2 separate regions of the Pan troglodytes genome follow, and region 2 is linked to region 1. Evidence: chromatin contacts called from public Hi-C data. All regions are on one chromosome and are shown on one strand. The core of a region is the stretch at or near the end of the contact, and the rest is flanking DNA. Distances in the headings are between cores, read along the strand shown. Region 1 overlaps PTPRO (protein tyrosine phosphatase receptor type O). Region 2 overlaps LOC107967469 (a long non-coding RNA gene).

The links. A called contact is a pair of places that touch in the nucleus more often than the background predicts.
Region 2: a contact with region 1 is called in a Hi-C map of stem cell-derived neural progenitor cells, with 11 times the contacts expected there. The contact joins two enhancer-like sites. A contact is called at or near these places in 6 of 7 Hi-C or Micro-C datasets (blood, induced pluripotent stem cells, a lymphoblastoid cell line and 2 more) and 1 of 1 other capture datasets (stem cell-derived neural stem cells).

What each region holds. Positions count from the first base shown.
Region 1 is chr10:22,718,595-22,725,955 of NHGRI_mPanTro3-v2.0_pri, reverse strand. It overlaps PTPRO (protein tyrosine phosphatase receptor type O), which reads right to left. Exons shown (of 27, transcript XM_016923013.4): 25 at 5,179-5,314. Among named protein-coding and RNA genes, the nearest start is that of EPS8, 200 kb to the left of the region's middle. Within about 2 kb of position 4,250, at least 7 of the 24 cell types and tissues checked have an H3K27ac peak or open chromatin away from gene starts, as enhancers often do. A contact at or near this core is called in stem cell-derived neural progenitor cells, where this site is marked.
Region 2 is chr10:22,985,803-22,993,163 of NHGRI_mPanTro3-v2.0_pri, reverse strand. The region is part of intron 2 of LOC107967469 (a long non-coding RNA gene); the gene reads left to right. Among named protein-coding and RNA genes, the nearest start is that of STRAP, 28 kb to the left of the region's middle. Within about 2 kb of position 3,108, at least 3 of the 24 cell types and tissues checked have an H3K27ac peak or open chromatin away from gene starts, as enhancers often do. A contact at or near this core is called in stem cell-derived neural progenitor cells, where this site is marked.

The DNA of each region.
Region 1 (7,361 bases), core at 3,001-5,500:
TGATTAATAACAGAGCTTAGAACATCATGGCTTTTTTAAAAAACAGTGGAATTTTTTTCCCCTAACTTTATTGCAGTATAATAAAAATTGTATATATTTAAGGTGTACAATGTGATGACTTGATATACATATATGTTATGAAATGATTACCACAATCAAGCTAGTTAACACATTCATCACCCCAGATTATATATATGTTTATATATGTGTGTGTATATATACATATATATGTATGTATATATATTTGTGTGTGTGTGTGTGTGTGTGTGGTGAGAACACTTAAGATCTACTTTCCTAGCAAATTTCAAGTATACAATACGGTATTATGAACTATGTTCACCATGCTGTACATTAAATCATTATTAATGCTAAAGGAAATGAATATTCAATCAAATCATGGGGCTATTTTGAAAAAAAAAAGGATATCCCATTATCATACACCAAAGCAAATCCCAGGTAATTTAATAAATTGTCTTTAAAAATACAGAGGAAAATATTGGTTAATTTCTCTCTGATTCCTTTAGGAAAGGAATTTCTAAAATTAAGAGCAGTAGAATACATTACAAATAAAAATCTCAATCTACTGTATATTTTAAAAAGTTAAAAAGAATAAAACACAGGGTAAACCACAAACTGGGAAAGAAAAATATTTTCTAGAATTATGACAGAATATTGATGCCTTTATTTTTGTGATAAAGTCATTCAAATCAGTAACATATACAAATAGACAAATAAGTAAAGGACATCAACCACTAGGCCAAATATTCCCTGGAAGTTAGAAACGATGTCTTTTTATTCCTAATGCTTAGCACTTAGCTGTGTTTATTAAATGATTTTTGAAGTAAACTGAGGAAATATTAAAATATGCCAAAAATAGTCAAGTAATACAAAGTACATTGAAATAATTATTTTCTATCTATGTAGTGGACAAAGCTAGAAGGAAAAGAATAATATTTAATGATGACAAGTTTGTTGAGGCAGTCCATTTTACCTATTGTTTGTGGAGGTAGAATTAATAAAGTGCTAATAAATGGTGTGGACACAGATAATAGTAAAAAGTGGAAAACAATCCAATTTAATGTTCTATAAAAAGGAGATTGGTTTAAGTATGCAATAGTGTATCTTTAATGAAACATTAGTCTGTCCTTAAAATGAGATTTATAGAGTTGCAGGTAATTTTTGAAACTATACAGGCTACATAGTAAAATCCTAAATGAGAAACTACAATGTAAATAGAATGTAAAGTAACACACATATATACATACATATAATATGAGCACAATCATGTAAAAGTTATACTTGAATGAAAGCCAAAATGAAATCACCAAAATATATCTTTCTGCCAAGAAGTAAGGGTAATTTCACAGTGTTCCTCCTTTTTCTTTGTTTCCCAGAGTTTCTCTATAAGTAATACCACTAGAAATAACATTTAAATGAGATCCGGTCAAAATATTCATAGGATTTTAAGAAGCTTCCTGTGTAACAACTTCATACAAAAAACAAAATTAATATTTCAAACATCACTGGATTGATGCCTCAGCCTAACCTGTATTTTTCAACACGGTTTGGAGAAAATATATTCCCTTTTGTGGTGATGGTATCCTATCAGTGGCTGAGCTACCCCTTGTGGTCATCACACATGGACACCTAATCCATTGTTTCTGGTGTTATGTCAACACAGGGAATAGATAAGACCAGAGATTGCCTGGACATTCAATCTGCATCTGCTTAGTGGCTACATTTTGTATCAAAACAAAAAACAACCAAATAACAAGACCACAAGAAAAGTAAATAAAGACTATTTATGGAGGGACTTGTCCTTGAAAGTCCCGAAATTCAAACTGCAGATCAGGAGGATGGGCTGCTCAAAGCAAAGCCCCAACTGACCTCCAGGGAAGGATATTAGAGGAAAACCAAACAAAATATTCGATAAAAATAGAAGAGAGGAGAACATCATTCATAAGTAGCACTTCACAGTTTCAAATCACTTATCTAGGTTATATTATTTCCCATCATGTCTGCTTTACAAAAATTAGTGAAAGTTATCATTCATATTTTACAGAAGAGAAATGGGAGCCTTGAGAGGTGACATGACTTGTGCAGCAGTAAAGTGGAGATTCAGGCTCCCCCCAGGGTCTGGCATTCTTTCTAAATACGCCTCTACTTGTGTGAAGAAGTCTATGAAGTGTGTCTGGTCAGGTGAGGAAGAGGAAGAGGGCAGGTCACAGTGCAGTCCAGGCAGCATGTTGCACCTGGAGACATGGCTCATCCTATCAGCTACTTCTGCAATTTTTTGGGTGAGGTGGAATGGTGGAGTCAAGGCAATGTAGAGAAGGCTGGAAAATTAGATACCAGTGATGGGAGGAAATATGGTCTATGTGGGTTGATTATATACATAAAAACAGAGCTCAAGTGGAGAACCATTTCATTCTCTTGAAAATCATTAGTGTCAAAGGAGTACTCTAGGATGATACATGTGAAAAGAATAAGCTTTTTTTACTTTGTTCTTTCCTTGTTAACTTTTGTGACCTGGCAGCAGAATTTGAATGTGAATGGGCTTAAGGAGAATCTTAGGCAGATCAATCTGTATTCAAAATACGGGATGAACCATGGTGAGCAGAGGAACAAGGAAAAAATAAAGGTAAATGAACAAGATGTTCTAGACATAAGTTAAAAAAAAAAGACACAGATAAATAACTGGAACTGGAAAACATCCACCAGGAAGTCCTGCGGGAATCAAGGGTCAAGCTAGAAAAGTCGGAAAAAGTAAGTAACCCGGGGAACCTCTGCCCCCTTTGCTGACTTTGAACTCCCCATGAGAGTTCAGGGAAGGGATACTGCACTTTATTTTTTATTTAATTATTTCATAATTAATTTTAATTAATTATTTTATGGGTTTTTTTTTTTGAGACGGAGTCTTGCTCTGTCACCAGACTGGGGTGCAGTGGCACGATCTTGGCTCACTGCAAGCTCTGCCTCCCAGGTTCCAGCGATTCTCCTGCCTCAGCCTCCCGAGTAGCTGGGACTACAGGCGCCCGCCACCACACCTGGCTATTTTTTTGTATTTTTAGTAGAGACGGGGTTTCACTATGTTGGCCAGGATGGGGATACTGTACTTTAAAAAGGCTGTGTCCGAGGAGATATCAACATAAAATGCTGGCATAAACAAATAAAACAACCAAAATTTAGGGTAAAACATTTAGGGAGAAAACAAAACGTTTTCTTGGCTTTGCAGAAAGCGACATGGTGGCTGCTTGATAACCACCCAAAGAAAGATAATGACCCTAAAAATGGGATGGAGGATGTGTCATGTGAAAGAGATTAAGAATCTGTAGTTGGAGAAAAGTCAAAAGCAAACAGGCCATAATTAAAATCTACTAAGTTTTTTTTGTTTTTTTGACATGGAGTCTCGCTCTGTCGCCCAGGCTGGAGTGCAGTGGCACCATGTCAGCTCATTGCAACCTCCGTCTCCTGGGTTCAAGCAACTCTCTTGCCTCAGCCTCCCGAGTAGCTGGGATTACAGGTGCCCACCACCAGGCCAGGCTCATTTTTTAATATTTTTAGTAGAAACGGGGTTTCACCATGTTGGCCAGGCTGGTCTCCAACTTCTGACCTCAGGTGATCCGCACGCCTCAGCCTCCTAAAGTGCTGGGATTACAGCTGTGAGCCACTACGCCCGGCCCCAAAATCTATGAAGTTTTAAAAGGTATGAATTAAGTAAATTGAGGAGACAATTCATTAAATGCAAAATACTTAAAATAAGGTGTGGCTCTTTGAAGCTTGGTGATTCATATACAAAACGCGGAGTTTTAATCACATATCAAGGTGCAAATTTATGGAAGTAAAAGCCAAAAATATGGACTGATTAATAAAGCACTGTTTACTCACCAGACAGTGGACTCCTCTGGGAAACCAGACATTTTAAACTTATGATTAAAAAGTGATATTGATGTCCCCACCACACTAAATTACTAGGCAGCATGATTGAAACCAAGTGAGGAAACCAATTGGACTTGCTTCCTAATTATCAATGAGAGGTCTGAATATTAACGAGGATAACTCTTTCCCAAGTGGTATGATCCTGCTGTAGTTCAGAAATGAATGTATTGAAACAGCCTTGCCAAAAATTGGTCAGACAAGAATGGGGAGGTAGGAGGAAAGAAAAGTAAAAGGAGTGGGAAAGCAGAAACAGCTGAGACGGCCGCCATTACTCTAGGCTTTTGAAGTGATACTGACATCTAGTGGTGCTGGGTAGGAAAAGCATGAGGAAGACCAAAGCATTTTAAAAATACCCTGATTACAGGTCGGGCCAGGTTGTGTTCTACCCAAGCGTTCCACCCACACACACTCTTTGAGAAAAAGGATTATTGTAAGACTGAAGCTAAGAAGTCGCGAGTATGGCTGGGTGATGAGGCTTATGAACAATCTGTTGTACTTGGGTTTTTGCGCCCACAAGGGTACACACCCACGGCTGCTCTGAGGCAGGCGGTGCTGTCTGCCGGCGTTGCCTTGGGTTGTTGCTCCAGACTAAGTGCATCCTCAGGCTTTCAGGGAGGGAGGACTCGGGAGAAGAGGAGGAAGACGGAGCACGTAACACTGTTGGATATTTCAGGGGATGCTTCCATGTTGTTAAAATAATAAATCTTCATCATTGAGATGAAGGGAACTGGCAATGCTGGTAGGTTGGGGACTGGGAATCTTTAAAATCATAAAAGGGACAGAAAGCTCAAATCCAACTTCTAATCATCATCAAAAGTGAATTGGGATAGAGTCACACGGAGGATAAACTAATGACAAATGTATTGAATCAAATCCAACATTTCAAATATAAATCAAATTGCACCAGTTCAACAGTCTCTATTTGGTGGCATTTACCCAGGATGGCTGTTATCTGCAATTGACTCTGAGTCTGTTCAAAGAGGTTTTACTCTTACGAATCTACCCATGCACTCTGAATTATGATGCCAATAAAAGTATAATCATTATACGTCGAATGGATTTCTGGAGGCTAGTGTCTATTTCTTTTATGCCTCAAAGCAGTTTGAACATATACAATAAGAAAATGGGAAAGAAAGATACAAAGAAGTTTGAGAGAATTGTTTTGAAGCATATCATTGAATAATGGTAAGTTTTTCAGTCCAGGGAAAATTTAAAAATACATATAGATTATGTTCCTACCTCTGTCTGTACCATAGACATCCGGTATGACCTCATTTCTGACACCAGCCCTAAGATGTCAACAAACTCATGATCCCGAATGTGCTGCAAGAGCCTGTCCAGGGCAATGAATGTTCCCGTCCGTCCCACACCAGCACTGCAAAAGAATGTTCCGATGGCATATTATTCAGATGGTGCTTCTTTTTTTTTTTTCCCCTCTTTTTTTTTTTTTTTTTTTGAGATGGAGTCTTGCTCTGTTGCCCAGGCTGGAGTGCAATGGCATGATCTCGGCTCACTGCAACCTCTGCCTCTTGGCTTCAAGTGATTCTCCTGCCTCACCCTCCTGAGTAGCTGGGATTACAGGTATGTGCCACCATTCCTGGCTAATTTTTGTATTTTTAGTAGAGATGGAGTTTTGCCATGTTGGCCAGGCTGGTCTTGAACTTCTGACCTCAGGTGATCTTCCCACCTCGGCCTCCTGAAGTGCTGGGATTAGAGGCGTGAGCCACCTCGGCCAGCCCAGATGGTGCTACTTTACTGTTGAAATAAAACTGATGATTTCTAAAAAACTACAAATAGTACCCTTGTGGAAAAACGCAGACTAAGCTCCTGACAATATTTTCCACTTAACTGATTTTTAAGTATGGAGTTGTGGTTGGTGTTCCTTCTAATGTCACATTTCTGACTATCATGGCTACCTTCCTGAGAGACATTTGCACTGCATTGGCCACACCCTTTATCGGGGTCTCTGCTTCTGCAGAAAAGTAGGGATTCCATGTTGAGTACTCTCGGGAACTGATTTCTGAATTCAGAGAGCTGATACACATAAACAATACCCTGTCTTTTGAACAGCATCAGAGTTAAGCCCTCAGATCAGCTCAAAACTCCAGTTGAGATGTCCATACCCTAACTCTAGGTCTGGGACCACAGAGATTTGTGTATCTTCAACCCTAAGTTCAGTTCACCACCCCAGACTGCCTTACAGCACGCCTGCCATTTTAGTGGCTCCTGGGCCTGCTTCCATCTCACACGGACCTTTGAGATAGTTGCCTTAAAATCAAATGAAAAATTTGGACCCAGTCTCAGCCAGTCCCCCAATCCCAATGCTCAGGGCACAGGTGGAAGTGGACTGACATGCGCTGACCAACTGCCCATCACAGTCCCTAGTTCTATGTGTTGAAGTCAGCCCTTTTTTCCCTCCAATCCTCAATAAAGAGTCAAATGGCTCAGCTTTGAATCACTGTGAAATGATGGGAAAAGAGAAAGTTCAAGCAAATTTATATGGAAAGTTTGCTAGAAAAATCCCGCTCTATAAACTTTGAGTTTAAGGTTGCTTTTTCTACTAGACAACTCTTCCCTCCCAGGATTTCTCAGATAAAATGATCTGCCATTGGGTGAGCACCTGTAAAGTCATATCCAGAACTGCACTTACTATCTTCCATGAAAGGAATCTGTGAGTTTGACCCCAGAGTTGAAGAGCTTCATTTTCTGTTCTTGAAAAGAACCATTTTGAGAACAGATAATCTTATCTGCTAAAGCACATCTTTTAACCTGTGAATGCCTACAGTGGATTGACAGCAACAATATCTGCCCTAAACAGAAACTTAGTAGCTTATGAAGCATTTTCCTTTCCAGGGAGACACACACTCCACACAAACACACATGAATGCACACACATACTTCCTCATTCTAGTCATTCTAATTCACAAGGGCCAAGGCAGTAGGTCTGGGATTGTAGATTTATTTGCTTAGGTTGGCATGGTTGCCAATGCTTCCCTTCACATCTTCATCCCACTGCCACCTCTCACTTGCCATTGGAGCACGTTTATGTCCCCTGTTCTTTTGAGGTTGCATAAGGATTTTACAGCAATATTGTATCACAGAGATAGATTTTGATGGAGCTCTGTTCATACAGTAGGAAGAACAAATTAAATTTAATGATAACTTTTCCTGTTGGGAATTAGTGTGGACCTTGATTTTTTTATATCCTATATCCTTTTTCATTCTACTGTCTGACAATTTAAGAGACAATGCCAAAGAGGAACCATAGCAAATATGTTTATCTTCCTAAGCTGAATATTTTCATTTTTCTTTTCCTTTTCTAGTTTTTATGCCTATTTATATTATGTCAAGCTGTGATCAGCTTTCTATAATTTGACCTTGTATTTGTCCATGTTGTAACTACCCAGAATCCTTGATGGAGT
Region 2 (7,361 bases), core at 1,859-4,358, 270 kb before region 1:
CATTTTTCACATAGTCTAAAGCAACACCCTTCTAAATGGTATTTCTGTCTCTAGTTTCATCTCCCTTTAGTGAATCTCAACCCTAGCAGCATAATAGTATCATCTGAGAAACTTTTAAACTATCTCATTTCCAAGGACCCTGATTTAATTAGTTTGGACTGAGGTCTAGGGATTAGCACTTTTAAAGCTCCTTGGGCAGTTCTAAAGTGCAGCCAGCTTTGACAACTATTATTTTAGTCTATCCTCCCCATTAGTGTCAAATTATTTTATTATTTTTTTGTGGTGTGCAAATCCAGTAACCTTGGTTCATTACCCAGAATTCCTCAATAATTATCCATATAAACATACAATGTAGATAAATGACAAGCCCATGGTTCTTCTTGGTCAGTGTTCCACATACCTCTCCAACGCCTGTTAATTCTCCTCCCAGCCACTCTCACTGAACTGGAAGTTTCCAACTTCATTTTCCAACAGCATTGAGCTACTTGCAATTTCCTGAACAAAGGATACTGTCACCTATTCATACATATGCATATTTTATTCTCTCCCAGGAAAAGAACCTCTCTCAAATGACAGCAAACTTGAAACATAGTTTAAAAAAAAAACATAATGTACTGTTAATGTTTTTAAAGCACTGTTCAAAACTAAATACTTCTTATGATATCAATTATATGAAAAGAATGTGAATACATAGAAAAAAAGTTGCAGGAAATTTATTAAAATGTTCATTGTGGGGCCGGGCACGGTGGCTCATGCCTGTAATCCCAGCACTTTGGGAGGCCAAGGTCAAGAGATCGACTAACTGGCTAACACGGTAAAACCCTGTCTCTACTAAAAATACAAAAATTAGCTGGGCGTGGTGGTGCACACCTGTAGTCCAAGCTACTTGGGAGGCTGAAGCAGGAGAATCGCTTGAACCCGGGAGGCGGAGGTTGCAGTGAGTCAAGATCGTGCCACTGCACTCCAGCTTGGGTGACACAGCGAGACTCCATCTCAAAAAAAAAAAATGTTCATTTTGATTGTCTCTAGGTGGTGGAGTTATAGATTTTGTTTCCTTCTCTATACTTTTCTGTAGTTTAGAAATATATGATATATAAAAATGTATATTTTCCACAATGTTATATATTACACTTCTAAAAAGAAAGAATATGTAACATTGAGAAAAATCATTTACATATTTAAAAAACTACCACATGTACCTCTATATCTTATTTGATACTTGAATTAAGATAGAAGTGTTTGGTTAATAAAATAGGATAGTGGGCTTAGGCAGGAGGATGGCCTCAGGCCAGGAGTTCGATATCAGCCCAGGCAACAGTGAGATCCAGTCTCCATAGAAATTAAAAAAAAATAGCCGGGCGTTGTGGCACTCACCTGTAGTCTTAGCTAGTTGGGAGGCTGAGATGGGAGGCCGAGGTGGAAAGAAAGACAACTTGGCCCGGGAAGTCGAGGCTGCAGTGAGATGTGCTCGCTCCACTGTATTCCAGCATGGGTGACAGAACGAAATCCTGCCTCTAAGATACAAAAAAAAAAAAAAAAAGTTAGTAGGGAATACTAACATACTAACATTTATTTGCTTAAACAAGTTTTTTATACCTGTCCTACACAAAAATGCACTTTTCCTTCAGCCACCAGATGGCAATCTCTTCCCATGTATTGTTCCATTTACAACTTGCTGAAGCACCCTTTCAGGGATTGTGCATAATTTACATAAATATTTTTAATTTTCAACTAGCAAATTAAAATATATTATTTATATTTAGAGCATATTTTAATACACATTAGGAAAATTATGAGTTTTAATTATTTAAAATTTAAATCAATTTTCTTATAAACACCTCATGTTTATTAGTATCATCTCAAGCAATTCTATCCCACAGGAATTATTCAGTCTGGTGTTGTTGAAGGAAAAGCAAACTGCCATCCTCCTTCCATGTATGCCAACTAACTCCACATTGGCAGAGACCTAAGAATTGGCATTCATAGTGGGGGAAGGGAGTCAAATTAAACCAAGCTTCCCAAGCTCAGAGCCTGGTAGGAGAGGGATATTCCTGTGGGGAATGTCCTGGTGGCACATATTCTAAATGATTCTAAAATCTTGCCTGCAATAATGTATTCAGGAATATTAATGAATATTCCTAAGAGTTTAGAGGATAATGGCTCTTCCAGCAATATTTTTCTTAAATGGCCATTTTGCACCACTGTTTTTATTTAGCGTATTAGAGGCATCAAAGAAATCTCAAATTCTCTCCAGAGTTGTTTTCTTTTTCTCTATTCCTTTCTTTCCAAAGTCTGATTGCTTGTCAAACATGATTCTTCTTTAAGTTTCACTTTTGTTGGGTGATGACACATCTGCCTGGCATTACATTTCCAATTTATAATAAACAGTACTCAGGGAATTGGTAAATTTGGTACACTCAGAGCTGTTTTTCTGCTGGATCAGCCAAGGCTTTTGCTTTTGAACACGTGAGGTGCATTTCTAATGTCTAAATTTTAGGCCTGAACATTACATTCCAGGGTGATTACTACACATTAGAGAAGACTATATAAGCATGTAGTAATTTTTCATAATTTTTTTCTGATTACAAAATACATTCTCTTATTAAATTTTTTGCAGTACTCTAAAAGCTCAAGGAAGAAAAGTTGAAATCATTCATAATTTCCCAACCCAGCAAAAGTGTCTGATAAGTGGCTATAAAATTGATTATAAGGATTTGTGTCTAAAAACATCAGTACCTCTGCATTCCCATCCTTTTCCATTGTGAAACTTTAATATTTGGAGTTCTGTTACAATTGTGAGTGATTTTAAAGGTAGTAACAGAAAATTCACTGGTTTGGTCTTTAAACTAGATGTCAACCTATATTTTAAAACAAACCAATTTTATTCACATTTTTTTGTGTGTGTTTGTTTAGGGTTAAACATTTTTCTTAACTTCTGTTAGTTAATACCTAGGGCTACAAATAAACTCTGTATCATGAACATGCAGCTATTTGACTGATCGATCTTCCTTAAGATAACAGAAACTCTGAATGCTATTCTTGCTATTCCACACATTTCTGTGAGACCTCAGCAAGTTAATTATCTTCTTTGTGTGCTTAATCCTCTTAGAGCACAGCCCTCATCACTTCTGTATGCTATGCCATTCTATGAGGATGAATGTTTCTCTTTATCCTCTGTATATAGAAATGGAAAAAATAGAATTAAATACAAGAACAAGAAGCCTAAGTGTTTGTATCAAGCTAAGAAACATGGGTTCGATATCTGGACAATTCAATGTCTGCTTCAGTCTTTTTGTAGGTTTTAGAGCACAATTTTAATTTGAAAATAAGATTGGAAGTCAATATTCAAATGGTTTTCTTTTTAATTATTTTCCTAATCTATTCAAGCAAACTAACAAACATCAAAATAATACCATCTCTGCCATTAATTGCTACTTGGTGTGAGAATAACATGAATTTCAAAGTAACAAATGAAACTACAGATTTCTTTTCAGAACATTTCATATTAATTCATTAAAAGAACATTTGTGGAACACTGACACAGAGGAATAAGACACAGTATTTACTTGGAGTCTAGTGAACGAATCAGAGAAATATGCAATTATACTGTACTGAAAAATTATTTATTGAGTGCTACTGTATTCAGGTAATGTTTTAGAGACTGCAGATAAAGCAGTGAACAAAACATACAAAAAAAATTTCCACTTCCATGGAGTTTACATTTTAGAGAAGGCAGACAGACAGTAAATAAATAATCAAATAATATATATGGTGTGGCACACGGTGATGAAAGCTGCAGAGAAAAATAACAGGCTATAGGAAGTACTGTTGATAATGTCACATTTTAGCAAAGTCCTGAAGGAAATAAAGAAGGAAGCCATGTGGATATTTGCATGAAGAACATTTCAGGGGAAGATAAGAGCAAAGAGTCCAGCAAGGTTTGAGTGCCATAATCGACCTGGAGACTGGTAGGAGACGAAATGAGAAAGGCAAAGGGGACTAGATCATATAGGTCTTCGTGGGTGTGGTAAGGACTTTGGCTTTTACTTAAAGTGAGATTGTCAGAGGCACTCTCACCAGAGCTACTCCGTCTTGAATAGGGGCTAGGTAAAATAGGGCTGAGACCTACTGGGCTGCATTCCCAGGAGGTTAAGGCATTCTTAGTCACAGGATGCAATAAGAGGTCAGCACAAGATACAGGTCACAAGGACCTTGCTGATAAAAGCAGTTTGGAGAAAAGAAGCCAGCTAAAACCCACCAAAATCAAGATGGCGACAAAGTGACCTCTGGTCCCCATCATTGCTCATTATACACTAATTATAATGCATTAGCATACTAAAAGCCTCTCCTACCAGCACCATGACAGTTTACAAATGCCATGGCAACATCAGGAAGTTACCCTATATGGTCTAAAAAGGGGAGGAACCCTCAGTTGTGGGATCTGGGAATTGCCCTCCCCTTTCGCAGAAAACTCATGAATAATCCACCCCTTGTTTAGCATATAATCAAGAAATGACCATAAAAATGGGCAACCAGCAGCCCTCGGGGCTGTTCTTCCTATGGAGTAGACATTTTTTATTCCCTTACTTTCTTAATAGATTTGCTTTCACTTTATGGACTCGCCCTGAATTCTTTCTTGCTAGAGATCCAAGAACTCTCTCTGCGGGTCTGGATTGGGACCCTTTTCTGGTAACAACATGAGAAGCCAACTAGAGAATTTTGAACAAAAGAGTGAAGTGATCTGACTTTAACATAGGAACCCAGATTAGGAGGATATTAATATTCCTGAGGAGAGAGGATAGAAATCCAGACCAGGGTGGTAGCAGTGGAGGTGTTAAGAGGTGGTCAGATTCTAGGTATGTTTTGAGAGAAAAGCTGACAAAAGATGCTGATGGGTTTGATGTTGGCTGAAAGAGAGTCAAGATTTTTGGTCCAAGGAACATTACTTTTAATGAAAAATTGAGTTGATACTTTTACACTATGACATAGCCTATGCAATTGCTTTGACACTGAAGTCATATATTTCTGCCAAAAAGGATTTATTTCCTGTATAAAACCTAATATATGCCACACTCCATGTCACTGGTTGGGACTGCCGTAACTGTCAATCAGATGAAGAACAAGAAACCCTTGTTCTATAATGATTATCAGGCTTCAATACTATCTCTACCAAGGGCTCCACCAGGTTATTATTTTTTTCTTTTTTTAAGATAGGATCTCACTGTGTCACCCAGGCTGGAGTGCAGTGGCCTGATCTCAGTTCCCTGCAGCCTACCCATCCCGGGCTCAAGTGATCCTCCCATCTCAGCCTCCTGAATAGCTGGGGTTGTAGGCATGCACCACCAGGCCCAGCTAATTTTTGTAGTTTTGTAGAGACAGGGTTTCACCATGTTGCCCAGGCTGGTCTTGAACTCCTGGACTGAAGCAATTCTCCCTCCTCAGCCTCCCAAAGTACTAGGATTACAGGCGTGAGCCACCGCACCCCACCCCTATCAGATATTTTGGATCTGTTCAAGGCATCATGTTGTTCCCCAGACCCTGAGACATATTTGAGAATGAGGCAAGTAAAAGTCCATCCCCATGTATTACATTACATAAATGTAATTCAAATGTTTGTTTGCATCATTCAAATGGTGCAATGTCCTTGCCGTCTTCTAGTGAGTCAGAGTCTTTCACTATGTAGAGTAAGAGAGGACTGTTGCCTAGGGAATATGATTTGACAGACCCTCCCTGTAGGCAAACCTTGTCTAACCATCCAGATATGATGAGGCCTCACTAACTCGGTGTCAGTCACAGCTCCAGCAGCTGCTTAAGGCTTTCCTTCCTCATGCCATGATTGGTTTGGAAATTGATTTGGGTTTAAGTTGGCAGGCATGCTCTCTGTGGGCACGGGTAGCTGGGGACAGCAAAGGTAAAGGAAAGGAGGCAAGACTAACACCTCATTCACAGTTGTTCCTGAATATCAATCACCTTCTAGAGCTTCAAAAGTCATCACCAACTTTACGAGTTCTTTAAACAAAGGGCCCTGGAACACATCTCTTCTACTGCCATTGTCATACCTGGGTCCTAGGAGATATGATTCATTTAAGAAATACTTCCTGGGTATTTAAATTGATACTTACTATCCTGAGGCTAAAGATTCCATGGTGAGCAATGGCTCATCCAACATGACACTCACAGTCTGTCAGAAGGAACAAACAATAAACAAGTACATATGTTAATTCTATAATTTCCAAAAGCAGTAACGACTGTGAAAAACATAAAACAAGATGATGTGATAGAGTTCCTTTTGTGGGAGGGGAGAGGGGAGAGTGGAGAGGCTTCTTTAGACTGAATTAGCAGAGAGGTGACATTTGACATGAGCCTTGAAAGATGAGAAGGAATCTGTCATTTTAACTTAATAAGCATTTATTTAAAGTCTAGTGTGTGTAAACCTGGTGTTAGGTATTGGGAAGAGAGTACTGTGAGAAAAATACAGAGCGAAGAAGACATGGTCCCTGCCATCTGAAAACAATCTCCAGTGAGGAAGACTCACATATGTATTAGTAACCAAAATTCACAGAAGTGCTATAGGAGAGGTATAAACAAAGTATTGGAAGTAGGACGGAAAGAGAAAGATAGTTCTCTTTAAAGTATGTGAAGAGATTTGGGAGATGGGCTTGGCAATAAGAATAATGACTATTGAGCCCTCTCTATCATCAGCTACTGTGCTAATGGGATTTAAAGGAATTCTCTCACTTAATTTGGCCAACCCTAAAAGGCACATAGATGACCTGGGATTTGAGCCCAGTTCATCTAAGTATGGAATTCCTTCTTACAGAGATACTGCAGACCTTAAGATAATCTGCTTATTAGCTGTGTTTTTCTCTTTTCAACTCATTCTTTCTGTGTTATATATCAACTAGACAGCTCTCATCATTGTTTACTCTTTCTTTTTTGAGACAAGAGTCTGGCTGTGTCACCCAGGCTGTAGTGCAGTGACATGATCTCAGCTCACTGCAACCTCCTCCTCCCGAGTTCAAACGATTCTCATTCCTCAGCTCCCAAGTAGCTGGGATCACAGGGACCAGCTACCACGCCTGGCCAAGTTTGTATTTTTAGTAGAGAGGGGTTTCACCATGTTGGCCAGGCTGGTCTCAAACTCCTGACCTCAAGTGATCCCCCTGCCTCAGCCTCCCAAATTGCTAGGATTACAGTCGTGAGCCACCGTGCCTGGCCTGTTTAGTCTTATTCATAGCATCATCCCCAAAATATGTGCACATAACAAACATTTGAAACTATGAGGGAAATCTTATAGTGCACCAAACTTGAGAATGCATAAGTTTTTTGCTTGTTTGTTTATTTGTTTGTTTGAGATGAAG